Regions from separate parts of the Mus musculus genome. Here region 2 is linked to region 1. A link is a contact called in public promoter capture Hi-C data. All regions are on one chromosome and are shown on one strand. The core of a region is the stretch at or near the end of the contact, and the rest is flanking DNA. Distances in the headings are between cores, read along the strand shown.

Region 1 (6,571 bases), core at 3,447-5,946:
GAAAGTAGCCATGGTGCCAGCCCCCAGGGCTTTCCTTTGGCCTCTGGAACCCATGGAGCATAGGAGACAGGGGAGCTCCACGTGTCACAGGGACCTGAGTGCAAGTCCTGGCTCAGCCACTTTCTGCCATGTGACCCTATATGTGCAAGTCAGGCTTGCCTAGTAGGTGAGAGATGCCAAGACACTGGGCCTGCTCTCTGACATGCTGCTATCAAAACCTAGGTCCTGAGAGGGGAGGGTTGGCGTGGGGTGTTCCCGGGTCTTTAAATGAAGAACTAGATGAGAGTTTTCCTAAAGAAAAGAAAATTCTATAGGTGCTGACTAGGTGTGGTCAGTTACAATGCCCATGGTCTGCCTGAGGCCCCTGCTCTGGAGAGGACCAGCAGACAATTGAATTATGATGGCAGAAACGAAGACAACCCGCTGCTCTCCCTCCCTCCCCTGTAGAGATGGTGCAGACTACCTTCCCCTTCCCTTGAATAAATGGCCCTCGCTTTGGCCAGTTAGGAACTGCACAGCCCAGTGGCAGAGTCCTTTGGCTTCTCGTATTTTATAATAGACTCATGACTCATTATTATTTTTTAAAAAGAATTCCAGGAAGAAAAAAAAACAAATTATTCTGATCTCTCTCTCTCTCTCTCTCTCTCTCTCTCTCTCTCTCTCTCTCTCTCTCTCTCTCCATTCTAATAATGTTTGCATTCATCTCAACCATATTAAGAATCTCTGAATCAGGATGTTGATAAATATTTCTTGTGCACCTACTATGGGCAAAGTTCCTAGACTCTAGGGCCTAGAAAATGTCAGGTTATCTCGAAATATTCTTATAACATTAGGGAAGGCAAGAGTGTCCAGAAAGGTGGGCGGCCTCCCTTAAAGCAAAAACTCTACCCCCTTCTGTCGGTAGAAACAAGAGAGCATGCTGAGGGACCTGGAACATTCTGCCACCTTGAAGGCCAGGCAAGGACCATGCAGTTCTGAACTTAGAAAAGACAACCAGGGGCAGCGAAGGTGTCGTTCAAAGGCAGTGGAGGTGCAGGGTGACCATCAGAGGTGCCATGCACAAGCAGATGGAGACACCCCTGACGCTACAGGAGCTGGAAAGTCCGTCAGGGGGAAGGCACCAATCTAGACAGAAGGCAATATTTTTGTTGTTCCCTATACATTGAGGTAAGGGGCACAAAACGACAGAGCGGGTGGGGGAGGCTTGTGTACCAGTCCTTGGCTCTTCCTCTGCAGGGCTGGCAATCCTCTGGGGGAGAGTGGAGTGGGGACAGAAGGAAGGCAGGAGCTGGAGGGCAGAACGCTAGTCCCTGGAGATAATGCTTTCTCTGAGGTAACAGCAGAGGCTCATTCTCCAAGTAGGCAAGCCACGGTGTTCCAGACACACTATGCTTTGAGCACATCGTTTTGTGCCTTCTCAGAGATTTGACTAAGTTTATTTTCTGAAAGAGCCAGTTCAGCTCCCCACCCCAGGACCCCTAAGGCAGTTTCTGAACAATTCAAGGCTTCCACCCAGGACTCTGTTCATGCCAGGGTCACGCCAATCACCTCTCCCACCACAGGCTCGGATCCCCAGAAAGGCACCCACCTGCCAGAGAGTTCAAGAGTTCACCTGAGAGACCTTTCCGTTATCTGTAGAGGGGAAGATTTCCTTCATCTCTCTCCTTACCCAGAGTGGGGCCTTAACAGGTGGTCATGTCCCTTTTTTTTTAATCCCTCCACAGACTCATTAATTTCAAAAGCAGCCACAGAGGCAAGGGACTACTTCGCAATTCTTCTTTTCATGAAGAGGTAAAAGAAAAATAACCATCTCATGAGATCACACACAAAAACTCTAATGAAAGCTAGAGAGCAATAGAGACAAGAGGAGATCAGGCCTGGTTTTCAGCTGAGGTTACTGGCAGACTCTCAGGGAGAAAACTGGAAACCTGTTCGCCAGGTCTTCAGTGTGGGTACAGAGCGCAATCCAAGGTGGGATGGGAGGGATCTTTTTGGAAAGTCTTTCTTACCCCAGACCCTGACTTGAAGAAGCGCCAATCACCCAGCCCTCGATGAAGCTGACTCTGTTCTGAAGACTCAGAGATGCTAACTTGTCAATACCATAAGGACCCATGCATGCCAGTTCACATAAGTCCCCAAACTCTAGTTTTAGGAAGTGCATGCAGTTAGAAAATCAGCACCAGACACTTCCTAAGTGGCCAAGGTGAGGTGGTCCCAGGTTTGCGGAACCCCAAGGCGGAAGGTGTAAGAGATGGAAAGGTCTGGTCAGACAGGGCCCTGGAGCTCATTAGCTCTTTCAGTCTGAGCCTAGTGGGAAAGACTATTAATCTAGCCCTCCCCTCACAGCCTGGAGGCAAGTGCCTGGGTTGGGCACCCAGGGTGGCCGCTGGGGACAGTGCCAAACCCACAGCTCCTGTGAGCATCACACAACCCTAGGAGGCGGGGGAGGGGGGGCGGCGGCTGCAATTCTAACACGTTATAGTTGATCGAGGCAGAAGAGAGTAAAGCTCGGAGAGAAAGTTAGAGGAGGTGGGTAGCTTCGGACTTGGAACAGATGGGCGTCTAATGAAAATACTTAAGCCTTTTGATGCACAAGTGACCCAGTGCCATCGCAGTCGTGTCTACTGCGAATTACAAGATGTTTAGAAGATCACAACACTAAGGATCCGTCACACACACAAAAAAATCCCCGATTTAGAAAGCATATTTATACCAAGTCACTGATATCTGACTACATTTGCCCTAAAATAAAAACACAGATTTTTCTCTAATTTTTCTTGGCTGCAGATCTTTTATCCCTCTAACCAAAATCCAAGGAATGCAAACAGCTGCCAGGATCATGTCCCCAAAGCAACCCTCATTCCCTTTGCTTTCTTTCTCTTTCGGCATCAAAGCTTGCCATAAATGTTTAATTACATGGAAGCTGCCTTTTCACTGAAAATGACTGGCGCTATGAAAGGCTTTTCATTTTTTAAGAGAGGCAGAATGCGTGTGTGTAAAACGGTCCCTATTAATTTCCTGATATTGACTCTCTGGCTGAGGAGGAGCACGGAGTGTTCAGCAGAGAGCACCTCTGCAGAATGTTAAAGGCAGCGCTTGGACTGAGAAAGGGTATCAAATGCAGTATGCGTCAAACAGACCATCGCTCAATGAAGTCACTTAGCTATTCAAAACATGTTCAGCCATCACTCAACCGTTTGCACCAAGAACACCGGGAGGGGGCATGTGATGGGAGCTCTTTTCCCAGACCAGTGTTTGGCTTAGTATAGGTTAGACACCCCCCAACCCCCCAGGATCACATCAGTTTTGCCCTCTCCCCCATCTGCTGGCCCCAACTCCCTGCAGCACCATCCCATGTTGAGCTTAACAAACAGTTCTGCAGTGCTCACTTCCCGATGCCACCTCAAAGGGCCTCCAGGCTTGGTTCACATCAGTGGAACACATACAAGCCTCTTTCCATACAGGGGCATATGTGTCTCTCTGTCTGTCTTCCTATAGGTGGCTTTTGCACACAGACAGATATAGCTATGCAAATTCACTCCTTCATATTAAAGTCTGTGGCTAAATGCAGCTTGTATGACCTGCAGAGTTCCCCCCTCTTGTGTTTATTAATGTATCCCAAAAGCACATGCCTTCCTCATGTCCTAGTGTCCTGGCCTTTACATTGTGGGAGCCCCTCAGCCCACAGCACATGCGGCGCACATGCCCCAATGACTCTGCAAGATCAAGACCAACAGCTGACACCCCCACCCCATTTTTTCCCATTCCACCCCTCAACCTCTCCATGCCCTCGCCTCCTGCCTGCACAGTGCTGACTCGACTTGCTTCTGGGTGACAGACATGTCACTCTGCGTGGAAGCAAATCAGCGCTCGGTCTAACCCGCAAGTGACCGCTGTTGATTAGAACTTGGGCTTGTTTCCTGTGAGAGACACATGCATTTTAGACTTCGTAAACGTTAAAAACACACACATACACACAGCCAGCCACCTCGAATGGTACGCGGGGCTCGTAGACATTACGAAATGCTCTTGAACTCGGCTTGAGCTCCTAGAATAATTAGAATCTACCAAATAAGGATTCTTAGAAACAACAGATTTCTTTTTTTAAAGGGAGACTTGCAGATGGTGCTGGGCCTGTAACTTTTGAGGAGCGAGAGAAGAGGAAGAGCATTTTTTTCTGAATCCTTCATTGCAAAAGGCTGAGCAGCACACAGGGAAGCAATTATTTTTCCCTCCTCATAGGTGGCAAAGCCAGACCCAAAGGCAAACCCTAAGGACTCCAAAGCATCCAGAGCACATCTGAACTCTACAGACAATTTCCTGTTTTCACCATACCATAGATCATTCCAATGAGGAGGTTTGGGAGGACGGGGTGGAAGCCAAAGAGTAGAGAGTGTGGGTTCTGCTTATTGATTTTCTTTCCTCTGAAACTAACCCAGTCAACCTTGATCTGCAGCGGCAGCGGCGGAGGGAGTGAAGTGGGAAAATGGTGGAATGTGGAGGGGACTTATTTGGAGGCGGGGGGGGGGGTGTGGAGGGGAGGGGCGGCGTGGGAAGGGGGAGGAGGTTGGAAATCAAATACCTTCGAGGCAGCAGGTTCTCCATAATCCGGAATGGGTCATAACTTCCTCGTTCTTCTTGCTGGTTTCATTCTCACTGACACTTTTGGTCTTGCAAACCCCTCTGGAGTACAGCCAATAGTCGGTTCCCACAGCGATGGTCATCAAGCTGAAGGCAGCGAAAGCACCAACGGTGGTTAAAAGCATTTGAACACCTCGATCAAACAGCCCCATAATTCTTCATTATATAAACACCCAACCGACTTCTGGTTCTCAGGAGCGTGTGTGTGAGGGTGCGATTGGTAATTCCACTACTAATATAATGGATATATGTGTGAATAGAGAATATGGAGAGATATAAAAAAAGGGAGATAAGAAAGCTCACGGAAAAGTGTGTAAATTATAAAGATCACACGGGAAGAGAGGCTTGCCTTTTGAGATCAAAAAACTGTTCCAGTTGCAGCGATTTTTTTAAAAAAAGGGAAAATAAATAAAAAGACACCCCCCCACCCCCCCAAGTGAGATGCCTTAATCTCTTTTCCTAAAATTCTGGTCTCCAGTTTCCATATGTGATCGCTAATTTGGAGATGGCTTCCACAGCGCGCCAGGGTACAGCCGAATTCTCAACACCATCTCTCATGGTCCGGACCTAGACAGTTAGAGACTGGAAGAGCTGGGAAGCAACCTTCGGTCTTCGTTCGCGGCTCTGCGGCCTGCGCCATGAAAATCCGTGGCTTCGCCAGTTCTCTTCCTTGGGGAGGGAGGGGGTCCTCGAGGCGCCTCCGTTTCAGAGGAGACTGCCCAGTCTTCTGCAAGCCCTCGAGCTCAGCTGCACCGGTGAGGGGGTCTCGCCTCCCATGGTTGTGCCCCGGCGGCGGTAACGGCGGCGGCGGCGGCAGCGGCAGCGGCAGCAGGGTTGGCGGGCGCGGTGGCGGCAGGACGAGCAGCCGCGGTTATTGTTGTTGGCGGCGGGGGTAGTGTCGGCGAAGTGGGGGAGGGAGGGGGTTTCTCCCGGAGAATCGAGGCGGGGTTCCCTCCCCCGATCCGCAAAGCTCCTCGGAAGCCAGCGAGCGAGCGAGCGATGGGGCGCGCTAGCCGGCGTCTTGCAGCAGGCAGGCCCGCCCGCCTCCCCCGCTCACGGCCGCGCAGCCCCGGGCCAGGCGCTCCCAGCTACAGCATCGCCGTGGTGCTGAAACGGACAGCTCACCCCGGCCGGGCTCGTCCACTTACTGCATCGCCGTAGTGCTGAAGTGGACAGCTCCCCACGACCGGGCGCTCTCACCTACAGCATCGCCGCGGTGCTGGACTGGACAGCTCTCGGAGCAGGAGCGCCCACCTACTGCGTCGCCGTGGTGCTGAACTGGACAACTCCCCCACTCTGTGCGCTCCCTGCGCTCTGTAGCCGGCCAGGAGTGGGGCCCTGGCCACGGGGCCTCTGTCGTCCGCGGACGGGCCAGGCCAGGGCCAAGCGCAGGGCTGCCTGGCCTCCCGGACTCCTGTTCCACAGTTCCGGAATGAGCGCTGGCCGGGGCCTCCTGGAGCTGGGAGGAAGGCGTAGCTGGCGATCTCTCTCTCTCTCTCTCTCTCTCTCTCTCTCTCTCTCTCTCTCTCTCCTCTTCCCTCCCCCCTTGGTGTTTCTTCCAGTTCAGCCTCCTTCTCATTCCATCTCTACGTGCCCAGAGCTTCAAATACAGTCCTCCCATCACAGTCAGATTCCCACAAAACTTCAATCAGCTGCTTCTCCTGGAAGAGATCCTGGATGGGTAATTACAAACATAGTTTCTATGTGTTGTTCTTCCTCCCCTATTCATGGGTTCCACACTTTCTGGGGAGGGGAGGTTGTTTTATTTTACTGTCTGGATAGACGCATCTCCTGCCTTATTTCCTCTTGATCTTTCTTTCTGGCTAACAGGGGTTGTGTATAGCTTTCTCTGTGACTCTCTGTAGTTTTTCTGTGAAATTCTACATCTTGCTTCTACAAGTAGACATTTTGGGAAGATGATTCTTGTGAA
Region 2 (6,770 bases), core at 4,165-6,664, 2.1 Mb after region 1:
CTCCCGAGGACAGTGTCCATGTGACAGATCCGAGAGCTCACAACCATCAGGAACTGTAACTCCAGAGAGGTTCGGGGCTTCTGGTCTTGAACACTGACACCCACGTGCACATTCTCAACACAGAGATGTACATAGTGTTATTTAGAAAATAAATAGGCACGTCAGTCTCAGCACCTGTGTGGAATCAGATGGCAAGCGAAGCCTATGTCAGTCTTCTGCTTTCAGCACGTGGGGCTCAGGTCTCCAGGCTTGGGGACATACTCCTTTATTTGCTGAGCCATCTTGACCACCCTCAATTCATTTTCTTATGCTACAGTCAGGCTGTGTGTATGCTAAAGGTCATTCTACCAGCCAATCTGGGTGGACAGTAGGCCCTGTGGCCTCTTTGTAGCTGCTCTTGGACTTTATGGATGAATTCTGCTAAGCTTCCAGCTCTACTCTCCATCCTGGCTCCAGATACACGGTCTGGACCCTTGACCAGGACTGAAGCATAGTGTGTTCTTTTTTTTTTTTTTTTTAAGATTTATTTATTTATTATATGTAAGTACACTGTAGCTGTCCTCAGATACTCCAGAAGAGGGCATCAGATTTTGTTACGGATGATTGTGAGCCACCATGTCGTTGCTGGGATTTGAACTCGGGACCTTCGGAAGAGCAGGCGGCGCTCTTAACCACTGAGCCGTCTTGCCAGCCCCGCATAGTGTATTCTTGCCCATCTAATGGACCAGAGAAGCCTCTGGGTCACACAGGTCACCTCTGAGGCCATGGTTTTTAGGCTCAGAGAAGCAAAATCTGGATATTCCTGAGGTTGCCTTCAGGCTCAGCCCAGTCATCTTCCCTGGAGACAACAGGCTACTGGGTAAGGGTCAGCACGGTTCCCAGAAGGACAGACATTAGACATCACTGGCCACCCAGCTGTTGAAACTGCGGTCAGGCCAGGCAGTGATGGCGCATGCCTTTAATCCCAGCACTTGGGAGGCAGAGGCAGGCGGATTTCTGAGTTCGAGGCCAGCCTGGTCTACAGAGTGAGTTCCAGGACAGCCAGGGCTACACAGAGAAACCCTGTCTCAGAAAAAAAGAAAAAAGAAAGAAACTGCAGTCAGGTAGCCAGACCCCAAGACAACATCTTGGGCCTGCGTCCCCATCTCTGACTTGTGGGGCTGCTTCCCTGAAGCAGGCATTGCTGTGCATGCAAGAGGGACATAAAGGCAGAAGAGGGATTCTGGGTAACTGGATCACCTCTGTCAGGTTCTCAGGGTTGGTTCCCAGCCCAGTCTCTCCCTGTGGTGACACTGTGGAATGTTGCGGTATTGTTTTTTAGGGAGTGCCCAGTAGGGATTTGTAGGCTCAAGGGTATGACCTGGGTGTGCACATGTATTTGTGTATACACAAGGCTTTGTGGCCATGAGACAGAGTGGGTATGGAAATACCTACTTTACACACAGCTGGGACAGGTCAGGACTGGGTCTCTGGGTTCCTGCAGATGTGTATGGACAGCAGTGGGTGTGTCAGCTTCTCTCCACAGATGCTGAAGCAAGAAGCAGCTTAGGCAGAGACAATGGTGGTCCTCTCCTCACAGCCTGCATGCTGTGCCCTTCCAGTGCTGTTTCCAGCTCTGCCCTGACCTCCAAGCTGCTCCCAGCATCCCTTGCTTACCTGCTTTCTCCTTGTCTCTTCTGCTCTCAGAAACCCAGATTTTCCTGGTGACAGGTAGGAGGCTCGCTCCTCCCAGCCCACGATAGCCTGGAGTCCGAGGCTGGCATGTAGCTGAAGCTCCCGGCTCAGGATCTAGAACATGGGCTGGAGTCCTAGCTCTGCTATTCAGATACCCAACCGTCTCTTCCTGTCTCACTTGTCACCTAATGGGGGCTTTGGGGCTGCTCAGGAAAGCACAGGGCCAGAGGACCCTGGTTGGAATTGGAAATAGAGCAGGGACCTGAGTTTCTCGGGGTTTATGAAGGATGCTGTCATCCCAGGTCATGCTCTGGTGGCACATAACAACCTTGGCCCACCGAGGGTACTTTCCAGCAAAGGGGCCTCCCTCACCAAGGGGCTACCACTTTTCTCTGGGCTCTCTCCTGCTACAAGCCTCCCACAGACCCTCCTGGTGAGAGGTATTCCTCAAAAAAGAAGCCAGAAGCCAGCTAGGGAAGGCGCCTGAGGCTCCTGGCCATTTGGCAGGATTTGTGGAGCTCCTGTGGTCTGTGTGCCAGGCTGTGCTGGGTGCAAGCAAAGTCAGCAAAGATGCCTGCCCTCCCACCGGGGAAGATAGGCAGATGAGGCCACACGAACATGGTGAATTATCTGCTATGCTTGCAGGTGAAAAGTCCGTGGAGGGGGAGGAGAAATGGGAGGGGAGAAGGCAGAGGAGAAGAAGGGTAGACAGTGGGGGCCCAGGGAGGCTGTGCTTGGCAGAATGCTGAAAGGCTGGGTTTGAGCAGAGGCTGAAGAGTAGGCCTAGACAACAGTGGGAGGATGGGCTTGGGATGGTCCCTGAGGTGCTGAAGAGCCCAAGATTCATAAACGTGTCCCAACTCCTTTGAGAATTTGACGATAGTCTTAAGCCCTCCCCAGGAACACATACACCGAGCATGCCCTTGTCCACATACCTATGTTCACGTGTGTGTGTGTGTGTGTGTGTGTGTGTGTGTGTGTGATCGCGCGCACAGTCTAAGTCACACCCATGTGTTAATGCATATGCTGACATATGCTTACAAGCACACATGCTTTTGAGAATTTTGGAATATTCCTGGATACCTTGCAATAATGGATCCCTGTCTATCCACTGCCTCAGGCTTGATCAGAGTAGAAACTGAGGCATGCAGAGAGAAGAGACTTGTTTAGGGTCACCCAGGTGAGGATTCTCCAACTAGAACTTGGGCGTGGTCTCTGGAAGTTAGAAAGCCCTTCAGGGGCCTTCAGAAAGATGGGGTATCTGGGCTAGATCCTGAAGGATGAGTGGGAACCCCTCACCTGTAGACCCAGAGGCCAGGTGAGATGACCCAGGGAGGGGAATGCAGCTGCCTAGCAGGCAAAGCCAATGCTTGGGTAACAGACCTAGCAATTGTTCCCCGAGCCAAATCAGCTCTAGAAAGAAAGAGCCAGCTTGAGTTGTAAGGTGACACCGTGCAACATGCTGGGGGCAGGATAATCTTGTATCTGGGCTTCTCCCAACTCCAGCTCCTACAACCTCCAAGTTTACCAGCCAGTCCTGAGGAAAGGGGGGCGGGGGGCGAGGACCACCTACCAAGCCCCTCCCTACACCCCCCCCCAACAGGAAGTGACTAAACGGGTAGCCAGATGCTGCTGATATCGGTAGGAAGGACGATCCTAGCACCCTACTCTACAATGAAGAAGCTCAAGGGTTCACGGTGGGACAGGACTAGAACCCAAGCTTTAGTAAGTCCATATTCCCTGCCTCAAGCTGCTTTGTCAAAGAGAAGGAACTGAAAGAGGTCAGAGGAAGGGGAAATAGAGGCTCTCTCTTTCTTTCCTGCCAGATCCAGGGGAGGTGAGCTCCTCCTCCCAACGGGTCTGGGCTGAGCCAGGGAGGGGCATTTGCTATCCTGGACCATACCCAGGACGGCCTAGGAAGTCACTTGCTATCTCTGAAGGGCTGGGGAAATCTGTACTCACCACACTGTCCCAAAAGACCAGGAAAGAAACCCCAAGACACGGAGGCGGACTTTGGTATGACCCTAACCGAGACAGCTCCTCCTCCTTCCCAGAGGCCTCCCAAGAAGCTTGGGAATTTGGAAAAGGAAGGAAAACAAAGATCCAAGGGTGAGTGGGGGGTCGGGGTGGGGAGAGAGAGCAAGCAGCAGGTCTCCAGAACCTTCCAGATGTGTCCAACTCTGTGCAGGGCAAGGCCAGGCCATCTCTTTTCCTCCACACAACTGCAGGGGGTGGTACTTCTCATTGCCTCCTAATGCAGAAGGCTCAGGGCAGGCAAATGGGAGTGTTTTGCATTATACTGAAATCAAAGGCCATGCAAGTTGTGTGTGGAATATAACCTATGGTAACTGGCTGGCATATGGGAGGGTCTGGGTTTCATTCCCAGCGCCACAATAAGTAAATACATTCAGACAAATTGATAACCTTGAGAGGGAGACAAGTTATAGAGGTGGTGTACTGGTTTTTAGGTCACAACAGAATGCCTCAAATCAAGAAAAAGTGTCAGGGCTGGAGAAATGGCTCAGTGGTTAAGAGCACCCTTCCAGAGAATCTGAGATCAAGTCCCAGCACCCATGTCAGGTGCTTCTGACTGCAATCCAGCAGGGCTCTGGGGATATTTAGATCATTTAGAGCCGGGTGTTGGTGGTGCACGCCTTTAATCCCAGCACTCAGGAGGCAGAGGCAGGCAGATCTCTGTGAGTTCAAGGCCAGCCTGGTCTACAGAGTTGAGTTCCAGGACAGCCAGGGCTACACAAGAGAATCCCTGTCTTGAAAAAACAAAATAAATAAATCTATCATAGGTGACCTGAGTGCTAGAGATGCCCATTATAAGCAGCATCCTGGGGGTGGGGGGTGGGGAAGAAGAATGGAGAAACCTCCAAGTCTGGGGTTGAATCCCAGATCCAGCACATTCTGTCACCCTCTGCGCCTCATGGGTGGCTTTGTGCATTGATGAAGAGGGTGGAGGCAGAAGGATGTACAGAGGCCAACACATCCGAGCAAGACACAAACTAGCACGGACACTGTGTCGACCCAGTACCCAGTGTTTTAGACGCTTTCCTGTACCAGGCCTCTGCATAGGGCTACAGTGATGTACACACCGGTCAGGACTTTGTCACACCACCACACAGGAGGCCTGTGCCCCCAGCCACAGTATGCCCACAATCACGCCACAGTACGGATCTATCTACACACCCCATGCACATAAGGGCCAATCTATCACACGCTGCAGAACACAGACACACAGATCCACTCACACGCAGAGCCCGACAAGCACTTTGGCCAGCTCCGCCTCACACAGCACACACACCCGCACAGGACGCCCGGGCAGTGGGCCGGCGCACGCACGGTCACAGGCAGGGCACGCGCACACTCGCGCGTCCGATTGCTGCGCACACACACACACACAGAAACACACACATACACACGAAAGAGGCGCGGGGCGGTGGCGGGAGCTCGCGGTCCAGGCGCCCCTGGCCCGGAGCGCGCAAAGCCCGGCTGGCGGGGGAGGGGACGCGGCCGCGCGGGGGCGGGGCGGGGGCCGGCGGGAGCGGGCACCTCCAGCGCAGCGCTCGGCCTCGCCGCCGCGCCCCCGCTACCGCCCCGGGGTGCAGTCAAGCGGCCGCGCCGGGCCCGCGGGACGGGGTGGAGGTGGGGTGGGGGGCGGGGATCGGGCCGGGCCCGGGCCGCGCTGCCTGCGATGCCGGGCGCCCGCCGCAGCCGCCGCCGCCGGAGCCCGGGATGGGGCGAGGAGAGGCTGCGGCGGACGCCAGCATCTCCCCGCCGGGGACCCCGGGGGCCCCGGAGCCGCCGCCGCCGCTGCTTCTACCGCCGCTGCTGAGACCCAGCGGACGATGGGTGAGTTGACCCTGGAGCCGGGGACCCGCGCCGCAGCCCTGCATCTTCCCCGCACCCCAGGCCTCGCCTCCGCGTCCTCCCCACTCCCGTCTCCCCCCGTGGTGGTCCCGCAGCCCCGGGGGCGGGGGCATGGGGCCGAGTAGGGGCGAGATGTGGGGGACTGCTTAACCGGCGCCCCCTGCCCCCACCCGCCTGCTCTCCGCAGCTCTCCGTGGCCGCGGGGCAGAGCCTGGCGCGGCGACCCCCTCCCTTGGCTGGACCGGGGTGGGGTGGGGGCGTCCCGAGGCGCGGAGCTCCAGCCATGCTTTGTGCGCTGCGCTCCCTTCCACCTCCGGCGCAGCTCGGGGCTGGGGGCGCGAGGCCTCAGCTCTTGCCTTCCCCACCCCCGATCCCGGGCTGCTGCGGCTGCTGGCCGAGGCCCAGGCGCGGTTGGGGTGCTGGGCGAGTGTGGGGGCTGTGGCTGGAGCTGTAACTACAGCTGCCTTAGTGGGGAGCAGGGAAAAGCTTAGCATGAGAGGCCCCCACCTTCTACTGGGGAGGGGTCTCCCTCTCTTTGCACTGCACTGCCCAGGGCGGAGGAGGGCTCCTGGCTGGGGGAGGGCGCTATAAATATCTACAAATAGTTCTAGAACCGGGCTGGGGTGGGGAGGGGAGCTTGCTTGGTTGTGCTAGTGGCGGGGGTGCCTGAGCTGGGGCGCAGCATCTCTGACTGCTGCGCCCCAGTCATCTCCGATGGCCTGAGGTCTGATGATGTTCCCTCGCCTGCGGAACTCAGAAGGGGGATGTAGGCAGGAACATTTTCCCTACTGGGATTTTTCTGTGGTCCTCCATCATCTCTGGGACACGGGTGCAGAAATGCCTTCATGGGGGATTGACCTGGAGGGACACAGTTATTAAAGGTCCAGGCAATGAGCCAACCGTGAGGATGACAGGGAGAGCAAGACAAGGCTCTCTCCTTCTGGGAGCTGGCAACTCCAGGATTATTAGTGCTGCCCAACGCTAAGGAGATAGGCAGGGTTTCTGGGAAAGTTAGAAAGAGGGGCTCTTTGCTCTAGGGAGGAAGAACCTACTGGAAGACGGAAAAGTTCCCAGGGCTGAAGAAATAGTAAGAGAAAGGACCGAGAGATGTGCTCTCTGGTGTGTTGAGAGATGGTGTGTAGCATGGTGGGACACTGAACCACGAGGAGAAATGAGCTGAAGAGTGGGTATCCATGTGTGGCCAGCTGTGGTTGTATAGT

What was found. Promoter capture Hi-C pulls out the DNA fragments that hold promoters and counts their contacts.
Region 2: a contact with region 1 is called in a promoter capture Hi-C map of liver, with 6 times the contacts expected there. The contact joins the promoter of Mgat3 here to the promoter of A730060N03Rik in region 1. A contact is called at or near these places in 2 of 39 promoter capture datasets (both in liver).

The regions. Positions count from the first base shown.
Region 1 is chr15:78,114,099-78,120,669 of GRCm38.p6, forward strand. It overlaps A730060N03Rik (a long non-coding RNA gene), which reads left to right and starts at 4,697. Exons shown (of 2, transcript XR_875456.2): 1 at 4,697-6,322. Cacng2 (calcium channel, voltage-dependent, gamma subunit 2) reads right to left here and starts at 5,182. Exons shown (of 4, transcript NM_007583.2): 1 at 4,583-5,182. The coding sequence starts at 4,793.
Region 2 is chr15:80,168,307-80,175,076 of GRCm38.p6, forward strand. Mgat3 (mannoside acetylglucosaminyltransferase 3) reads left to right here and starts at 5,415. Exons shown (of 2, transcript NM_010795.4): 1 at 5,415-5,532.